Linked DNA regions of Mus musculus: all the other regions are linked to region 2. The links are chromatin contacts, called in public Hi-C maps. All regions are on one chromosome and are shown on one strand. Each heading gives the region's core, a stretch centred on a gene start, on an enhancer-like site or on the middle of the called end of the contact. The rest is flanking DNA. Distances are from core to core; before and after follow the strand shown.

Region 1 (3,213 bases), core at 582-3,081, about 15 Mb after region 2:
CTTCCAGTTATCTGTTAGGCCTTCAAAGTTTGCTTGCAAAAGTCCGAAGTTGGACAAGGATTGTCCACCTGCATCTATCCAGACCCCTACCAACAAACACTGAGTACTGTGCTATGCGGTTAATAACTCAACTCTAAAAAGCACCTTTTTCCTGGTCGTTCTCATCCTTCCATCAACCAAATACAGCGCGAAAAAACGCATATTCCGAGAAACTGTGGCGCTGGCCCGTGACATTTCCTTGTCAGTAGCAGGGTTGCCCTGGAGACCCCACTCCCTAGTCTGATCCTAAACCATTTCTCTCCGACTCCGAGCCCAGCATCAGGAGAGCTGAGCGACTTTTCGCTGGATGCTTCCGTTTCGCGACCCTCTCAGCTTTACCTGGTATATTAGGCGCCCCAAGCATCCGGGCCTCAGACACCAGTATCTGCCAATGCCCAGGAGAGGAAAACGACAATCAAGCATTTCAGCACCATGAATTTTGCCCAACACCAGTACTGGGAAAAGAGTATATTTTCAGGCAGGTGTCAAAGCCAGGGAGCAATGCTGATTTCTCCAGGAGCCTTAAGATCGCGCCTCGTTAACCTAGAGCTTTTGAGCGGGTTTTACTGTCCTAGACTTTCAGCACTTTTTTCCTGGATTTGAGTGCCTGTATTCCATACATCGTCTGCCCCCTTCCCTCAGCCCCCACTAGAACCAGCTTACTACTGTGCTCAGCAACTGAACTAGAAGATTTCTCTGTGTGGCTGGACTGGAAATGCTAGGGAAGAAAGTGTTCGTGCAGACTGAGAGAAACAAATAAAGGAACACAATGCAGACATCCCCCAGCATTTGCAGGCCCAGTCTTACTTTACCAATCCCCACTCATTGTCAAACAGTAAATCTGAAATATTTCAGCGACTCCAGCAACTGGGCCAGAGCAAGGAAGCCAAGCAGACTGCTTATGAGTTAAATGTTGAACACGGGAAGTGAAGGTCATTGGAGAACTGCAGCTCCCTTCTGCCCCGACCCCTTCCTGCCAGTGGCAGACTACCCCCGGCCCTCCCTCACTTCTATGTCTCCTGCAGAATCTGCAAATGTTCCTGACCCAACCTAGCAGAAGAGAGCGGGCCAGGTGAAGCCTTTTCATGCCCCCCACACACACACACACACTGGAAAGTTCAGTGCCATTTCCCTAGGTCAAGATGGTTGAGGAACCCTCCTGACGTGGAGGAAGTTTAGAAGTGGCATTGAGAGATGAGCCAAAGTTGCCTGGAAGAAACACTGCCCACCAGGAATATGATCACATCTATCTACTCCAGCTTCCTCTGGCCAGACACAATCCCTGTCTAGTTATACAAACTGTGAAGTGACCAGAAATTGCTCCCTTCCGTTGGCCTGCTTCAAGGGAGCTCTCAACCATGTCCCTAACCTTCCACTGCTACCGAAGGAGAAGACCACCGGGACTGATATAGTCTCTGCTCTGGGGGATGAAAAAAAAAAAAAGCCCACTCCCTACTCCTAGAGGCCTCTGTTACTTACCTGAGGTGGTCAGGAAATAAGGATGGTGGTGATCTCCCTTATGCAGAGGATGATGAGCGTGAGGGGTGAGGAGGGTGGGTGTGGGCATAAGGGGGTAGCCATAGTCTAGCAAAGGCACCCTAGAGGCCAGAGAGCTGGCAAAGTGGTCAGGGGCCACTTCCCTCAACGGCTTGGGCTTGTGTAGCAGAATGTCCTCGATGAAAAACGACGTGGGCCTCTGAGAAGATGCTGGATGAAGAGGGGAAGTGAAGTTGAGATTCATCTTGCAGAGCGCCTGTCACAGGGCGAGGGCCCGGACAAAGTGCAGGAAGCAAACAGCTTCCCGGCAGGCCTACTCAAGAGCCTGCAGCTGCTCCTGATCGCCCAGGCTCAGATCCCGGCAGCTATACGGACCTGGGCTATCCCCGGCGCTTGTCTTCTTGCCTCTCCAGCGCCGGGGTAGGTTGGTTCTGTGTGTTGGAGAATTGGCAGCTTGGAGAGGGGAGCCCGGCGAACCAATAGGGAGGCTGCAGAGGCAGAGGGGAGGGTGGGGTGGGCTCGGGGCGGGGCGGGGATCTGTCCGCGGTGCTGAATGCGTCTGGCCAAGCAGGGAGTGCTGAGCCCAATGGGTTCCTATACGGTTTCTAGACCCCAGTTTCTACCCCTCTCCTGCAAGCGCTGCCTCCTGTGTTCCGTCTTTTTAAAAGACGGAAAATGATTTTTTTTCACCGTTGTTTAACGACCTGCCTCTTAGAGAGAACACCAAGAGAGTCCCAATAGCCTAGGATTAAAGCACTTAACTCAAGCATTTGAGCCAGTTTGTTGTCTTTTAAAGAGTTTCAGTAATCGAAAGCAAAAGGAAAAGAGAAGTGAAGAAATGAAGATGCACTCTGTCCGCTACACCAAGTTGCTAGAGTTAGATTAAATTGACAACAGGGATGATTGAATTGTTGGGGGAAATAAAGATGACAGGTGGAAGATTCTTTATCGGGAATTTAAGGAGTGGACAGAGGGGGTCTATGTGCATCACAGACTTGGTCATTTTAAATCTGTCCGTAGTCACCTTTCCCTGCCGCCCTCCTGGCTGCTCTTCACTTCAGTCTTACAGTTCTTTGCTATTTCTGCCACATCACCAGTTCCAGCTACAGGGTCCCCATCACTGTGTTAGATTTTATTCCCTCTCTTTTTCCTCTGCCTCTTTCCTTACTCTTCTTTCCAATCTTTTCCTTTTTTTTTCTGTTTGTCTTTTTCTAATCTGTCACATTTATTTCCCTGGAGTCAATTTGCTAAAATTAAGGTGATCATCTACAGCACAGCAGGAGTAATTTGGGCTCGCATCTCTGAAAATTGCTCTAATTATTGATGTTAAATTCGGGGAAATTAAAAGAAGCCACTTCTCTTCCATCTCCTCATTTTTAAGCTCTAATTTGTTGATATCTAGTCGTCATCACAATTCCAATCACTACAGCTAATAGCAAAAGTGTTTTAACAGAGACTGAGTCCTCACAACCCATGCTATTAGATAATTAGCAGAGGTGCTGCGAAGTCAAGTGTTAATCCTCGGGCGCTGCAGTAGGATTTCCATCTGATCTAGCAGGTAGAACAAATTAATTACCAGAATCAATTAGGCCCCAAACTTCAGTGCTCCGGGAAGTGGGAGTGTCCTGTACCACCCGGACACACTGGTAAGCAGATAGGGGGAGGAAACAGAGGAAG
Region 2 (2,878 bases), core at 327-2,826:
GTCGGCTACACAGTCGTACATCCTACTGACGCGGCGCAGCGCTGCGGGCCGGGAGAGAGGCTTACCTGGCAGATGCAGGCCGCGGGCGCCGGGGAGCGGGCCGGGGCTGCGCGGGCTGCCAGCCGCAGCGCGCTCCAGCAGGAGGCCGTGGTCAGCTCGGCAGAGCAGCTCATGCTCCCGCAGCGAGAACTCGTCTCCAGGGAGCAGCTGGCGGCTGCACACGGAGCAGCGGAAGCACTCGATGTGGTACACGCTGTCCCGCGCCCGCATCACCAGGTCACTGCTGCTGAAGCCCACCTGGCACTGGGCACACTTGATGCCGAACAGCCTGCGGGCCCGGGTGCGGCGGGCGTCAGCGCAGGGACCCGAGCCCAGGACGCGCAGCCGTGTCCCCCCCAGCCCAAGGGGGCCGAACCCCGGGTCCCGCCGGCTCACCTGACGTAGTCCCGCTTGCAGTAGGTTTTCCCGTCTCTCACGAAGCACGTGCACGTCTCGTCCAGGTACTGGCTGCACTCCGCGCACTTGAGGCAGGCGGCGTGCCACTCGAGGTCGGGCGACACGCGAAGGATAAACTGGTCGTGGATCTGACTCCCGCAGCCCACGCACATGGCCGTCCCGGGCTTCTCTAGCAGGGAAGGGCGCAGGGCCCGCGTCAGGCCCGGTACAGGACCCGGCCGGCCTTGGCCGCTGCAGCAGCCCCAACCCAACCCGCCCTCCCTTGCTTGATCTCCCGCTCTAAAAGTGAGACCACTTTCGAATGATCCAGAAAGTAGGAAACGAAAACAACACAATCTCCTGATATTTCCATTATCACCGTCTTTGAACGCGGACGTAGTATCGGTTCAGCTAGAGACAGAGCTAACGGGAGGCAGACGACAGCACGGTGACACTGGGGAGCTACGGACGCCTCCGTGTCCACACTGTCAGCCAAGCCCGGATTTCCGCCCGCTCCCGCTCACAGCGACTCCCTATTTCAACGCAGACACCGCAGCATTCAGCCCTGTCCCCTCTTAGCTTCTTCGACAGTTCTTAGTTTAAACACCTCAGATCAAGCTACTGAAACCTCTCTACCTTCCTAAGGCAGAGAAGAAACCCATTTCTCTAAATCAAACCTAATTGTCCTAGCAGAAAAGAAAAAGAATTTCACAGCCTGAGGTCATTCCAGCCAACTTGGGAAATAATGTCTAATTGCAAAATAAAATAGTAGGATTCCAACGAATAAACAGTGTTATGGGCGAAATGCACTGCTTGTTTGTTTGTTTTTTTTTATTCTCCCAAGTATTTTGTCAAATAAAAGCCACTTGTAGAATCCGCTAAACATTCTTCTGCATTGGAAATGTTGCATATCAAGCACACATACACACCCACACACAGAGAAAGACTTACTCTTGGAATGATCCCCCATAGCACCCAGAAAAGGATAATGAAAAATAATATCCACCATGCAGAGAGAGATGTGAGCAAAGCTTGCGGCCGGGGACAGAAGGACCAGGGTCGAGCGCCCAGCCTCTGCTCTTTGCTAACTAACTCCTGCCCCGCGGAGTTGAAGGAGCGATTCCGCACCGGCCCGCACGCAGCATGACGTCAGCACGCACTCGCCCGGGGCCCGAGCTGGAGGCGGGACCTGTAGCGTCACCCAGCTCTCCCACCGCCCTGGGGCTTGCTCGGGAGATGATGGGGACCCGGAGGGTGGGCTGGGGTAGACACGGAGGCGCAGGGAGATTGGCTGGGAGGAAGTGGGAAAGCTCTGATTGGTTCGGAGTGAACAATGGAGCGCAGCCCCCTCCCCCGAAACCTTCCTAGATCCTCTCTGCAGCCCCGGGTCCCGCAATCCCTTGGAAGCCGCATCTCCACCCCGCGGGCTCTGCCGCAGCGCCGCGCTTTCTTCGGACTTGTAGGGCGTTTGCCTAGCAAGGCAATAGTCTTCTGGGAATAGATGAGAGTCGTCTCCCCCTTAAAAGTGTTTTTCTTTTATAATTTTTAAATTAAAAATTCCTCCTGGGGACGACAGACCTTGAGGGAGAAAAGAGGATTCGCTGTTTCGGGACCATCACTGGTCCAGCCGGCCACCTTTCTCCCTGGTGGGCCTGAGCCTTTGTTCGGCGGGGTCCAAGTTAGGGAGAACGGGTAGGAAATGAGCACCTGGGTTTGGATAAACTCTATGCGGACTTTCCCACCCGCGCCGCCTGTAGAAAACTCGATGTTGCAGGTGGGTAAGCCAAAAGGAATCCAGAGACTTAGAGCCACAGTCCTCCCACCCACCCTGGCCTAGGCACTTTTCCTCCCTCCTACTTTTTGCTCTTTTGGTTAAATTGATGCTGACTCCCACCCTCTCCTTTCTCCTCTCAGCTGCATAGAGCCTAAAAACAGTGCTGTGATGTGTCACTCATACAGTAAAAGATTTTTACGAACTCTCTGATTTTGGGTTACACAAACCAATTACAACACAACTAATCAGAAACAAATGTGGGACACGGGGTAATTTACCGTCTTCCCGGTGGCTTTTTAATCCTAGAAAAATCTGCGATTTCTAAGACTCGGGATTTTTTTAAACAAAAATCGTTGTGAATTTTGTTTCAAAGGGTTGAAAGACAAATCGATGAGGTACAAACAGTGTTTATCCAACGGTGGTCTGTTGGTCCCTCACTCCCATTCTGAAAGGACACCAAAAACTTGATACCTCTCTAAGTGGGGCGCGGGTGGGCTTCTGGGATAAAGTATCTCGACCAAAAGCTATGTCCGGACTTGGATCCCGCAGGCCTCGCTGCCCGAGATCTATCTAATTCAGGCGCGGCGGTCCAACTGCTAAGAGCCGAAGCTGCTGGGCTGGGAAATGGTTGCAGTCAAGAGCGTCGGCACAGGTTCTGCAGAAAGTCGG
Region 3 (3,190 bases), core at 465-2,964, about 19 Mb before region 2:
CAACCCCGAAGTCGCGGAGGCCACCTTGTTCGGTCTTCGAAGCCTCCCTTAGCCCAATGCGCTGAGCCCTTGGAGAAGGAGGAGGAGGAGGTTGACTCCCTGAGCTGGCTCTTCCAGGTCTAGGGACACCTCTCTTGAAGAAAGGGGAGGCGGAGCGGGACGAAGCGCGCCCAGCCTTTCTCATTCCCTCCCACCGTCAGTCCCTTATCTCGCCCACGCGCCCAGCGCCTCACCTGCTAAGCGGAGCGCCGACATGCGCTGGAACTCCGGCTCCTGCAGCCACTTCCACATCCTCCGGAAGGTCTCCCGACCCGACTTGAGTTTGCTCCAGGGCTTGGGGTTTCGCAGCAGGTCCGAAAGGGTCCCCTGGGAACGGCAGAGCACCCTCTGCGCGAAGATGGCCTGTGGGATGCTGTAACGTTTGAGCTCGGTGGTGATACGCTGCGCCACCTCTTTGGTATTGATCTCTTCCATCTGCCCTGAATTACTTCCATTGCTGACCTGCGCGCCGGTCACCGAAGGGTTGGGCTCTCGGGCTGTGCCCAGGAGCTGTCCGTGGCCCTGGGCATTCAGGTGGGCATGAGGATGGTGCGGAGGAAGGCCGTTGATGGGTACCATGCCGGCCGAGGTGGGCGTGAGGTGCTGCTCCCCGTGGCGACCGAGCATGGCAGGGTGGTGGGCTTCAAAGCCATTTGGGGTGAGCATCTTGTCGGTGGGCATAGCCGCGCCGGGATGAGCATAGTGGGGAAGTCCTTGCTGGGAGTTGTGAATGCTGCCCAGACCGGAGCCAGAGAGGGGCGAGAGGCTCTGGCCCATGCCAGCCACGTCCTTGTGGTAGGGGGTATAGAGGTTATTCATAGAGGCCAGCCCGCGCTCATCCCGCATAAGTGTGAAACTACCGCTCACGTTGCCCGCCAGGCGCTGGTGGTGGTGTGGGTGGTGGTGGTGATGGTGGTGGTGATGATGGTGAGGGAACTTGTCGGACACGGTGGAGATGGGCGGCAGCGGCTGCAGAGGGGTTAAGGTAGTGTAGGTGGTGGGCATGCTCATACCTGGGGGAGTTTCACAGGCCATGGTCATGGTGGGGTGCAGGGGGCCAGCCAAGCTGTGCTCAGGGGCGCGGTGGTGGTGGTGGTAATCGCTGCCTCCGCTGCCGCCGTCCAGCAGGGACGCCATGCCCATGGAACGCGGGTGCGCGGGAGGCAGGTGGCTGCCGCGGTGTCCCACGGAGCTGCGCGCGTGAGGGCTGCCGCCCAGCAGGTCAGCAGGGGCGGGCACCGGCTCATGGCTCACCCCGTGCAGCTCGCCGATCGCCTCCATGGTCAGCTGTGCGTTCATCGTGATGCGGGCGAGCGGGCTGCAACATCGATGTGGCCGGGCAGAGGCGGCGAGGGGCGCAAGGAGTCCAGTCTTCACATCGGCTGCCTGCGACTGTGGCCTTTCTTCCTCTCACTGTGGGGATCTGTGTCTCTCGCTCTCTCTGTGTGTGTCTTGCCTTCTCTCTTGCTCCCACCTTCCCCTCTGTCTTTTTTTTTTCTTTTAATATTAATTTCCAAAAAGGACCCGTGCTGTTGGGAGAGCGCGGTACCCCTAGCCCACCCAGCCCGGCCCCCTCTCGCCCCTCTTCTTAGAATCCTGCTGCCCCAGGCTCCCTTGACGCGGCCCGTGCGCCTGCCGCGGCTGCTGCCTGCCTGTGCCGCCCGCCAGCTCGAGCCATGGCTCGGTTACTGTTGCAGACTGTGGCTGCGATTCCGTAGCCGCCGCCGCTGCCGCTGCCCGCCCTCACGCCCGCCGGGCGTAGCGCGCATGCGCGCTTCCAGGCCCCGCCCCCTCGGTCCCAGCGCTCCGTGACGTCCCAGCACAAATGAACCGAGGGGGTGGGGTGGGGGTGGGGGGGACAGAGCTTTCTCAGCGGCGCCGAATGGCCCGGGATCAGTGAGCACGTGCACGGGACGCGCGCAGAGTGCGACCTGGAGCCGCCTCCACAGTCCTCGGAGACTTGCTACCTCCTGGTCTTCCTCACTACCTCCCTCTCTCTTTCCATCCGGACTTTCTTGCCTGGTTTCTGTCACCGTGAGCCAGCTAGGTTTGAGAACCAGAGCCCCTGAGTCTGAGTTGCTAGTTCCCGGTACAGGTTACCGGCGGGGAGTAGAAACTATGTCATGGCCCAAAGCCCACTCGCCCATTGGGCTTTATTCCCTAGAGGATCGCTGGAGACCAACTCATTCACTGTCCTTAAATAGTTGTCCTACGGGGACTTGGGACGTGTATATACCCTGAAGGCCTAGGTCGGGACGCTGTATCCCGAACTGCCATCCATGATCCTCTCAAGTACTCCTCGAACTACCTTTCTCCATCTGAGCCCGGGGCCGAGGAGCACTCAGGAATCTGTGCTCAGTGAGGAGCACTCAGATCGAGGCCACCCCTCACTGTCCCAGACCTCAAAGAAGGTCTGTCACTTTGCTCCCAATTAAGATAGCTCTCCCACTTTGGATAACTCTGCTTGGGGGATACTGAGGGAGACAGGAGAGAGGGCCTGGTTAGCATGGAAGGGGGCGGGGGGGGGGGGACGGAGCTGGTTTTTTAGTTACTCCACAGCCTTTCTAGAAAAGAACCTAGAGGCTTGGAAGAAGTACCCCACGCAGGCAGAGTGCACGCGGCTGAGCCGAGCGGCTTGGACCGCAGGGACGCTTTCCTTTTCCTGGCGTCCCTGCAAGAAGCCTCCAGATTTGAAAATCAATTCAGCTTTGGGCATAATTGTGCCCCTGTCACAGTCACGCTCCAATCCGGAATTGAACCCGGGCCTTCAGCCTGGTGGGGACGCGTGGGGAGGCCCCCAGTGTGGGACACACACCCGGCCGCCACATGCCGCGGCTTTCTTTTATTTACAAAAGAAAGAAAGAAAAAAGTCCGTAACAAAAGGCAGAGCCTTGTCTGCTTAGGTGCTTTTATCCCTTGGAGAAAGGACAGATGTGCCCATTGTCAGGCCCTTGGCAGTTACGGCCGGGTCAGCGCCGAGTCTCAGCCTGGGGCTAGCGGTGCTCACAATAAAGATAGCCTCAGAGCGGGCTTTCAGGGCTCAGCTACTGAACAAAGTGTCTGAGGCCTGCTCTGTGCCAAACACAGAACCCACCGCCTGTGTTTCCTTGTAACGGTTTTCAGAGAGCCTAGGATTGAGTCGTGGTGGTGG

The links. A called contact is a pair of places that touch in the nucleus more often than the background predicts.
Region 1: a contact with region 2 is called in a Hi-C map of cerebellum, with 8 times the contacts expected there. The contact joins the promoter of Bsx here to the promoter of Isl2 in region 2. A contact is called at or near these places in 2 of 484 Hi-C or Micro-C datasets (cerebellum and embryonic stem cells).
Region 3: a Hi-C map of cerebellum shows a contact between it and region 2, with 13 times the contacts expected there. The contact joins the promoter of Onecut1 here to the promoter of Isl2 in region 2. A contact is called at or near these places in 1 of 39 promoter capture datasets (cranial neural crest) and 2 of 484 Hi-C or Micro-C datasets (both in cerebellum).

Annotation. Positions count from the first base shown.
Region 1 is chr9:40,872,745-40,875,957 of GRCm38.p6, reverse strand. It overlaps Bsx (brain specific homeobox), which reads right to left and starts at 1,831. Exons shown (of 3, transcript NM_178245.3): 1 at 1,519-1,831. The coding sequence starts at 1,780.
Region 2 is chr9:55,539,847-55,542,724 of GRCm38.p6, reverse strand. It overlaps Isl2 (insulin related protein 2 (islet 2)), which reads right to left and starts at 1,576. Exons shown (of 6, transcript NM_027397.3): 1 at 1,387-1,576; 2 at 436-625; 3 at 66-328. The coding sequence starts at 1,444.
Region 3 is chr9:74,860,445-74,863,634 of GRCm38.p6, reverse strand. It overlaps Onecut1 (one cut domain, family member 1), which reads right to left and starts at 1,714. Exons shown (of 2, transcript NM_008262.3): 1 at 234-1,714. The coding sequence starts at 1,338. It overlaps Gm33562 (a long non-coding RNA gene), which reads left to right and starts at 499. Exons shown (of 4, transcript XR_870924.1): 1 at 499-573.